3 separate regions of the Mus musculus genome follow, and regions 2 and 3 are each linked to region 1. Evidence: chromatin contacts called from public promoter capture Hi-C data. All regions are on one chromosome and are shown on one strand. The core of a region is the stretch at or near the end of the contact, and the rest is flanking DNA. Distances in the headings are between cores, read along the strand shown. Region 1 holds the start of Ggact (gamma-glutamylamine cyclotransferase). Region 2 holds the start of Ubac2 (ubiquitin associated domain containing 2). Region 3 holds the start of Stk24 (serine/threonine kinase 24).

Region 1 (3,112 bases), core at 573-3,072:
CATCTTTAGATAGTGACAGTATACTCATATACACTAGTTAGATAGATAGATAGATAGATAGATAGATAGATAGATAGATAGATAGATAGATAAAAGTAGTTGCATGGTAGAATTTACTTTTCAGCAAACAAGGTGATAAGGTTGGAAGAACTTTGGAACAAGACCATGAATCTCAGGGTCAGCTTTCTTGCTTGTGTGGTGGTTTGAATGAAAATGACCCCCATAGACACAGAGTGGCATTATTGGAGGTGGCCCTTGTTGGAGGATGTGTGTCACAGGGGCTGGGCTTTCAGTATCTCTCTCTCTTCCTGCTGTCTGATTATCTGGATGTACAACTCTCGGCTACCTAACATCATGTCTGCTTTCATGCTGCCATGCTTCTCACCATAACAATAATGGACTAAACTCTAAAATATAAGCCAGCTCCAGTTAGATGGTTCCCTTTATAAGAGTTGCTGTGGTCATGGTGTCTCTTCACAGCGATAGAAACCCTAACTAAGATATCATAAGTCATTTTTAAAGGTTCAGTGACTATCAAAGACAGATGAATCTGATTTTACCATATTTACCTGGAACCTGGGATTAGTTGCTTATTTACTTTGTGCCCCAGTTGCTTCCAGTAAATACAATGGGACCACTACTGGTTTTATTGATTTCTCCACTGTAAAATGAGATTGTGGTAAAGGAGTAACTTCAAGCATACTTAGACCCTTAACCTTCTTCTTCAACGATTTAGTTTTGTAAATTAGCTTGCCGCATTATGAGTGGCTCTGAGACTTTCGTAGTACTGCTTTGTTCTTCTCTCCATGCCTCCTTCCCTCATCCCTGCCCATCTTTGATGTCATGTGTAATCCTATTACTCCCTGTTTCTCCCCTTCCCAGGCCCTCCTTTAAGACCCCATTTTCCTTCTCATGGTCCTCTTTCTATAAAATTGGTGGTTTATAAATGTGATGATTGTTCAGGGTTCTTGTAGACTTGGACATCTATTTAAAATACAACCACTTCAGCATCATTTGATGCTACGTGAAAACCAAGAATATAACACGATTTCAAGTACTCCACATACACAAAGTCAAAGGGATGGGAAATGATGAAAGGAAAAGCAGTAGTCATATAGTTAATTTGGGTCTCGATGAGGAGACAATGGGTCTCTAGTCTCACCATCTCTGTGACGTTGCTTTCACATCCCGATAGGGACATATAGAACTCTCCAGCATCACGCCTGCCTGCATTCTGCCATAGGAACATCCTTCCATGATAAAGATCTCTAGAGAAAAAATTGCCCTCAGCTTTTGGTTCTCATACATCTTATGTCCTAAGGGTAGGATGTAGGGGAAAGCTAGTTCTTCCATTAGCTCCTAAACAAGTTTTATTTTAAAAAGAGTTGGTAAGTAGGCAGAATTGCTACAGTTACCTGTATCCCGTAGGGATATGTACGAGCAGATGCGATGCCTTAATTGTCCTGTGGAGCCTTCCTCAGATCTGAGTTTAGCATCACCTCAGTGTCTATGTGAAGGGGTGAGTCTCTCTGAAGTAGTGAATCTTAGGCGTGTTTGGGTCTAACGTGGAGTCAAAGCATGTGTGATGTAGAGCTGAACCTGGTGGGAGCAGTCGAGCCCGTGTCTGGTGGTGGGAGTGGTGGTGGGGAGCTTGCTTGCTTGCATTTCGGAGGAATGTGGCTTCGGGTTCTTACCTGCGCGGTTCCGGCACATGGGGAGTGGCGTGCGCGCTGCCAGGTGCGCTCCGTGGCGCTGCCGGGGCGGGCGGAGCGGCGAGAGACCAGCAGGAGCGCCGCCCGGGGCGGTTTGGTTGCGACACCCGCCCAGCTGGGCATTTCCGCTCCGTGGTCCGGGCGCGCTCCTCGTGATTCCCCCGACCGCTGCAGGTGAGGCGCCGAGGCGGGCTGGGACTGGGAGCCTGGGGGCGGCTTAGGGACTCTGTCACCAGCCAGCGAATGTCCGCTAGCGTCCCGGCGTATGGGTCTGCCTGGCGGAACGCGCTGGGCGGAGCGCGCATTTGACCCCCCACCCCCACCCCGGAAAGCTGCCCGGGCGGCCCGTGCTGTGACTGCTACCGGAGCGGAGCTGATGCTTGCTCTCGCGGGACAGACAGCTCCAACAGGTAGCTTAAGATCCTAAGGGAATGTGGCTAGCGGTTTTCAAAAGAAATGTTTTTTTAATTTTACTTTAGGAGTCACTTATGTGTGAAGAGTCCAAAACCTGAAAAAGAATCCTAAACCAACTTCTGTTGGTCCGTTTCACATCTGGATTTCCTTTGGAACCAGTAGTAAAACGCCTGGAACTTTGGCGATCCATCCCTTTGATTCTATCCGTGGTTATTATTGCTGTTTAACTCTAATCAACGAGTTATAACGTTACAGCCTCGCTTAAAACCCATTTGAGGTGTGCGTGTATTTTAACTTAGCTTAACTCCAAGCTCATTTATTTATGTTAAAAGATTTCTTCTAATTGAAGTCTTTCTCCTGGTCTGTTTCCTGTAACTGAAGTGCTTGCTAAGTGAGGAACTCTGCAGTTTGGCCTCATTTTCCTGAACCTTCTCTGAGAAGTCCCTGAGTAAGCAGGCCAGACTTCAACAATAGAGGGCATTTTTCTCTAAAAGCTAGTTTGCAAAGTTAATTGGTGGATTTTTTTTTTTTTTGTACTGAACCTTTTATTTAAACTAGTGAACTTACAAACCATGTCCTTAGCATGCAAAAGGCCCAAGATTGGCTCTCCAGCACTGGAAAATAAGCAGACCAAGTTGGGATTAGGAATGTGGCTCAGTGGTAGAATTCACCCTTCTGTGTGAAGTGGTGAGCTGGACTGACGTCTGTCTGTGGTGGTCATTAGTGGATGGCAGTGTGTGGTACAGAACCAAAACCAAAACCAAAACCCTGCAAAGGTTAATTTTTTTTAAGTACAGGATCAAGCCAGGTGTGGTGGCTTATGTCTGTGATTCCAGCACTCAGAACGCTAAAGCAGACCATCCTGGGATATGCAAGATCTTACATCAAAAAAATATCAAAACCAAAACAAATAAAAGTTTCTTCTTTATCTAGTAAGAACTTTTGAGAGCTCCAGTTCTGTCTGTCAAAGCTTGAAAAGGAGTCAT
Region 2 (3,254 bases), core at 1-2,500, 1.0 Mb after region 1:
GTCAACGTTTCCATAACTTAAATTAGGTACTAAATATGGAGATCATAAACAACATTAAACCTACTTCAAAGCCTGAGATTACGGTGAGAGGTGAGGACGACTTTAAATTATGTCGCTGGCTCTGACAGTCAGCTCTCAGACTATGTAACAGGAGTGTTCTTTGAAAGGCTCATGACGTTCACAACAGAATGTACCATCTGGAGATGCCAGGCACTTCTGTGCTCTAGCAACATTAACTTCACACGCAGAGATGGGAAATACCGACAGAGAAAGAAACTGCGAACTGCGGCTTGTTCAAACAGTTTGCTGTTAGTGTATCAATGCCTAATCTCAACACTGTTTAGTTAAGAGTCCACTCTCTAAAGTCAACTCAACATAATGTCGTGGGGGGGGGGGGTGCCTGGAGGTTGAATAAACTTCTCCGCCCTCTACCTGCTGACCACCGCAGACACTCCTGGAGAGTGCAGCGGCATCCAGAAGCAAAGCTTGCATTCTCTTGCCAAGTGACTTCCTAACTTCACTGAAAAGCGCTCACTTTTTCAGCTCGCAAAAACTCTTCAAGGACAACGGGTAAGATGTACGTGGAAGTTAATATTGAGGGGGCAGATTCTGGAGCGGAGGATGAAATTCACACGTTCCAGGAATCAGGTGGGTCCCAAAGAAGCCTGTATGAATGAAGGGGGAGAGGGAACCGAGCAGGGTTCCAGCGTCGCCCCCACGGGAACATCTTCCAGCCCCGCACTCGAGTCGCCAAGTGCGTGCGTGGGCCCGGGCCACGAGATGAGCGGGGCACCCGGCTGGACCCTAACTGCCCAGCCCACCTGCAGCAGGGCAGGAGCTGCTGCGCACCTTGTGGGAGACGCCGGGAGCGGAATGGACGTGGCACCCCCTCGGCCCTCGGGGCTATGGTGGGTGCGGCGCCCGCTGCCCCCTAAGAGCAAGAACTGACAAGGCTCGGGCGCGGGAGGCAAGGGGCCCCCAGCCTCCTGCAACCCCGAGTCCCCCGCTGCCCCGAGCCGGGTCCGGGAAGAGCTCGGAATGGAGCGAAGGGCGGCCCAAGGATGAGGGAACCGGTACTCACAAAGCCCACTGGAGCCGGTGCTGGTGAACATGGTCCCGCCGGGCCCGGAGCCCCCGCGGGGCGTCAGGGGGAGGGGAGGCAGAGGTGGAGAGCCCCCAGCGACCGCGCAGGCGCACTGTCAACCAGCGAGCGAAGTCGGCCCGGCGAGGCGCTCCGGAGCCGCCAGGAAGAAGGCGCATGCGCAGCCCGTGGGGCGTGCACACTCGGCCAGAGCCCGCCCCTTCCTTCCCAGAGAGGAAGTGCGTAGGTGCGGGCGAGCCGGATGGTAGCTGCTTCCGGTAGTTCGGGGCGGGTTTGGCGCATGCCAGAATTCCCAGTACAGAACCTTACGGCGTGAAGCGCCGTGAGCGAGCCGGTTCTTCCGCCACAGAACACCAGGCCTTTCTCGAGACCTCTGACCTTTCACTGGGCGAGACGGCCGCGAGTCCCACGCATGCTCAGTACTTCCGTGTGGGCCTTGGCGCTCAGTGAACAGTCTGCTTCCGGTGACCCACCAAGCACCTGGGGTTGCTGGGGTGAGGGTGGACAAGACGGCTAGTAGAAGAAAAAGTTTTAAAAATACACTTAGCTTTCTGTTCCGGGCAGTGGTGGCGCACGCCTTTAATCCCAGCACTTGGGAGGTTGAGTTCGAGGCCAGCCAGGTCTTAGAGAGTGAGTTCCAGGACAGCCAGGGCTTGGGGGGGGGGGGGGGGACTGTATGTTCATCCAGTTGAGTTATTTCGCAGGAAAATTATTTCCTTATGATCTTCGCAGAAGCTGATTCCCACAAAATCTGTAGCCCACTTAAGACTGGTTCTCAAACTATGGGGTCCCTGGGAGCACTGAAGGGTGTTCAGAAGACCCGGCCGATTTTTGTAGTAATGCTAAAACGTGTATTTTTCCTTTCCCGTTCTTTTTCATCCATGAGTAGTAAGGTTTTCCAATTAACCAGCGCCTGATAAACCAACTGGAACTGCAGGACGACCAAGTGCGTGTTAAGGCAGATCCCCAGTTGCAAGTAATCTAGAAGCCACCATTTAAACTTTGACATTTTATGGAGGGAAAAATGCCATTTAATCTAAGTGCTTGCTTTTCTAATTCCAGACCTACTCTGGGTGAGCTTTTCTTCATATACTTCATCCAAAACATCACAACAAACTAAAAAGAGAGAAGTGCGCAGGGAATCCCCACAGGGTATTGAGCCAGGCATTAAAAGCATTCTTCCTTAAAATGGTTTGCCTAGGAAAGTACCCGGTGTCAAAACTGAATGGTTGAATTTGGACATTTTTGCCTGATTCATCTAAGAAATGGCCCTATAGTGGTTAAATACATAGAAACGAGGGGGATAGTGTAGATTTAAGGAAAGCTTCAAAGTCACATTATGTCTCTTAAATTACTGTTTTGAAATTTAATCCTGTCTACTTAAGTCCTATATATTATAGATAGTAACCACTTATGGTAAACTAATATAAACTATAAAAGGTTATTATCTAATCAGGGTTAGAGAGGAAGAAATGAAGTAAATTCCTCATTCCGTTGAACATTAGTATGTTTGGAAGATCTGAAATCTGAAAAGATAGAAAGCTGTGAGATGAACAGTAGTCAGAAGTTTTGTAGCAGTTGCACATACTGACTGATATCAACATGAAAACTCAATCGTCACAAATTCAGGGCTCATAGGAAATGAAAACACTTGAGTGGAAATATACCAAAAATGAAGTGGTCAAAACTTGAAACTCTTGAAAATTATTCCACAGGAAACACTTTTTTTTTTCCTCTTCCAGTATCGTGAACATCAGTGCAGCAGTTCTGGTCACCTGGATTTATAAACACCAAGAAGTAGCAACAGCCAGTGTGCAAGTCACTGACAACCCAAGTCACCAAAAATCTTACTGAGAACCCATTAGCTCCTTGAATTAAAGATTATTTTGTGAAAAGAGGCTTGATCGTCTTGTTCTGCACCTGAAATAAAGCATTTCCCATTCTGTTGTTTTAAAATATTTACTCTGTAACAAGTGTACATAATTTTGTTTTTATAATAAAAAAGTAGTGATACCAAAATATGGGACAACTTAGATATATATTTTACCTATGTCAGAAGTGTTAAGCGAAGGGATTAAGTTGCACGCAGGGTTAATATTGAAGAATTTTAACATTTTCAGCGTTTAATCATTCTCAGAGATTTCTTCACAGT
Region 3 (3,096 bases), core at 240-2,739, 1.5 Mb after region 1:
CTTGTGCCACCACACCTGGTGAAGTAGTAGTAGTAAGAAAGTACTCTTTATGTAATCAGACATTTCCAAGGCTGAAAGTCGCTGCCTCTTGGTAGAGACTCCTGTATTTCTGGTCATTCTTTCATGTTATTCTAGGTAGAATTTGAGGTTGAATAATATATGCCTTTTCAAGATTCATGGTCTTGATCATTTTCCCTTGTATTCATTAAGTACTCCATTTTTTTTTCTTTTCTTTTTAGGTTTCTTCTGCTTAGGGAACACATAAACTCTTGGTTATATGGGTTCATACTTTTAATGTTTTCAGTTTACTCTTTAGAAGTGGCAACGCATCTCAGTCAGGTGACCAGGAGTAATCATGCAAGCCTTCTAATACATCTTAGCATCCTGGAGGTCTCCTAGGCTAGGTTTCCAAAGGGTATTCGGCTTACTTTAACTTCTGATGCAGGACCCAGAGGGAGCCTGTGTTCTTGGAATACAAGGACACCTCAGAGAATAATCTCTTCTCTACCTTAGTCGAGGATTTATGCGTCCTCTATTTCTGAACTCTTGGGGACTCATTTTGTATGGTTAACCTTGCACAGCTGTGGGGCAAAGCGGGCACTCCTGAATGAGGCCTCAGGGTCCCTATGGCGAGAGACACAGCGATTCTGACTCTTAGACCACTTCCTATTTGCCACTTGTAAATAAAGTACTTCCTGGAACCGCATGGATTCACTCCATCCTTCCTTGTTTGCTGCAGAAGCGGCAGCTTAGGAGGAGGGCAGAGCTGGTGCCCAGAGAGGGCCTACGGCCTTAGGAGCAGTGAAGCGAGGGGAGGGCTGGGTAAGAGTCGGGACGCGGTTTCCTTCTATTGTCTTCCCTTCCTCCAGCACCCCTCCGCACCCCACTTTTCCCTTCTTGTGCGCAGCGCAGAGATGGCGGGGCCCAGCCCTTCCTCTGTCCAGCTAAGTTTCCACAGCCGGCGGCCCAGGCGAGGCTGAGTTCAGTACCCAAGGCAGTGCACACAAACCGCCCTCTCTACCCTTGGGGTTTCTTCCTTGATCTGGCTGGAAACTTCGTACAGTGAGGACGCTCCGGCCGGGGCTTTTGGAATAGGCCCCAGGCTAGGCCCCTCTGGGGACACCCCGAGTGCAGACTCTGGCCTCTGGAGGGCCAGGGCGGGTGGAGAGGGAAGGGTAGGAGTGGGCGGTGCTCTTCGCTCCCCCAAACTCAGCTCTCTTCCGCGCGCGAGGCCCACCCCGCGGTTCCGAAGGACCCCGGCGCACAGCACCCGAGAGCGCCCGCCTGCCCGCCGGGCCCCGGGGACCCCGCCTGCGCGCCCGCAGGGAGGCGCGACTGCGGCCTAGGGCGCCCGGCGGCTCCTCCCCTCCCCCTCCCCCTCCCGGAAGCGCGGGGCGGGGTCCCCGGCCGGGCCGCGGGGGCGGGCGCGGGGGCCGGGCCGGGGCGGGGCGCGGCGGACTGTGCGCGCCCACTCGGCTCCAGGCGGCCAGCGCTCGCGGGCCCAGGCCGCCCGGCTCGACCTGAGCACCGCGGCGGCGCAGCGACGGGATCCCTGGAGAAGCAGCCGCAGTCTCGAGACGTCCCCCGCGCCCCCCACTGCCCGCCCCAGGCTCAGTGTATGGGGCCGCGGCCCGCCAACCTTCGTTGAGACCGTCCCCGGGGTGCGGTGGCCTCGGGCTCCAGAGCCCGCCCCGCCACCCGAGGGCTGCGCGCGGCCCCGGGCCTGCTCGCCGCGCGGCTCCGCGCGTCCCGGGCCAGGAAGTGGCGGCGCCGAGCGCCATGGCCCACTCCCCGGTGCAGTCGGGCCTGCCGGGCATGCAGGTAGGTTGGGGTGGCCCGGTCGGGCTGCGGCCAGGGCGGAAGCGGGCAACTTGGCGGTGTCAACACGCCCCCCCTCCCCCCAACCAGCCGGGCCCGCTTCTCCGGGATCTTCGCCGACTCGGGCGGCGGGGATCTCGGGTGTATGCACGTGGAGGGGCTTTGGGGTCTGCGGCCTGGGGCCGAGGTGGGGTGCAGGAGCTTTGCGCTCCCCAAGTCCGACGCGCAGGCCGAGCGCCCATCCCGGGCAGGAGTCTGAACTAGTGTCCTTGGAGGCCCCGCTTTGGTGCCTGGGCCCTATGTGGGCCTGGGACAGGGATAGCGGCACTCTGGGGTCCGTCCTCAGTTAGCAAAAGTCCCTCCCCAGACCCCTCAAGCGGGAGACCCGAGCGCAGGGCGGGAGCGCGCCCCGGCTGGTCACAGTCCGGGCGGGCCGCAGGGCGGGGTGCAGGAAGATGTAACCTCGCATCGGAGCCTGTAGTTCTGGTGCGGAAAGTGCGAGGTTGCAAACTCGGGAGGCGGAACCCACACCTCCGCGAGCGCCCTGGTGTGCAGAGCCCAGGTTCATCCCTCGGGTGCCAGGACTCCGCTGCTGGACTTTCACTTTGAGACCGGTTGGCATCCAGAGGAACTGTGTGCTAGCGGGCTTCTTGGTGCACACTTTGTATCTTCTTAGCCTGCCAGTGACTTTTTCTTCGGAGGGGAAGGGGGCGGTGAGGGGACGGAGTTGAATTTCAAGTTTATATGGATGCACGAACTTTTTTTTTGCTATTGAGGATGGTTTTCTGCACTTTGAAAAACAATCACTTGTCTGTTCAAACTTGTAAAGTTTGTGAGCGTATATAATAAATACAGACATAATGATTGCGATTAAGATAGCAAGACCAGTCAAAGTTTTGCTTTCCCAAGGAAGTGAACGGAAGAGTTTTGCTTAAAAAAAAACAAACAAAAATCAACAACAACAAAAAAAAAACAAAACACCTCAGAATATCCAAGGTTATCAGTTTATAGATGCAGCAGGCGCCTTCTCTCTGGCTTCAGGGTTGAGCCGCATGGACCTTGCTTGCCTCTTACTGCTTCTGCCACTTCTGAAAATAGTTCCTATCCCTCTTTTCTTCTTCTTTTTTCTTTCCATACCACGTAAGGAAAATGGTTTTCTTGGCCCCGGTTTTGAACTCTGGAAAAATAGGAATTCAAAGTTACCACTTCAGTGGCCACTAGAACTTGAGTCATTTTTAAGGGATAATAAAGTTGGAATTGAGAAGTGTCACTGGAAAA

The links. Promoter capture Hi-C pulls out the DNA fragments that hold promoters and counts their contacts.
Region 2: a promoter capture Hi-C map of the HPC-7 cell line shows a contact between it and region 1. The contact joins the promoter of Ubac2 here to the promoter of Ggact in region 1. A contact is called at or near these places in 22 of 39 promoter capture datasets (the 3T3-L1 cell line, 3T3-L1-derived adipocytes, the C10 cell line and 13 more), 4 of 484 Hi-C or Micro-C datasets (B cells, the Ba/F3 cell line, CD4 T cells and 1 more), 5 of 115 datasets of contacts at active chromatin or transcription factors (the 230-238 cell line, embryonic stem cells, memory CD8 T cells and 2 more) and 3 of 9 other capture datasets (adipose tissue, embryonic stem cells and liver).
Region 3: a promoter capture Hi-C map of pre-B cells shows a contact between it and region 1. The contact joins the promoter of Stk24 here to the promoter of Ggact in region 1. A contact is called at or near these places in 3 of 39 promoter capture datasets (liver and pre-B cells).

What each region holds. Positions count from the first base shown.
Region 1 is chr14:122,911,875-122,914,986 of GRCm38.p6, reverse strand. Ggact (gamma-glutamylamine cyclotransferase) reads left to right here and starts at 1,822. Exons shown (of 3, transcript NM_145466.2): 1 at 1,822-1,886. 4930594M22Rik (RIKEN cDNA 4930594M22 gene) reads right to left here and starts at 1,957. Exons shown (of 2, transcript NR_155287.1): 1 at 1,695-1,957.
Region 2 is chr14:121,876,602-121,879,855 of GRCm38.p6, reverse strand. Ubac2 (ubiquitin associated domain containing 2) reads right to left here and starts at 1,250. Exons shown (of 9, transcript NM_026861.2): 1 at 1,082-1,250. The coding sequence starts at 1,112. 1810041H14Rik (RIKEN cDNA 1810041H14 gene) reads left to right here and starts at 448. Exons shown (of 2, transcript NR_130999.1): 1 at 448-648; 2 at 2,845-2,997.
Region 3 is chr14:121,377,623-121,380,718 of GRCm38.p6, reverse strand. Stk24 (serine/threonine kinase 24) reads left to right here and starts at 1,489. Exons shown (of 11, transcript NM_145465.2): 1 at 1,489-1,821. The coding sequence starts at 1,780.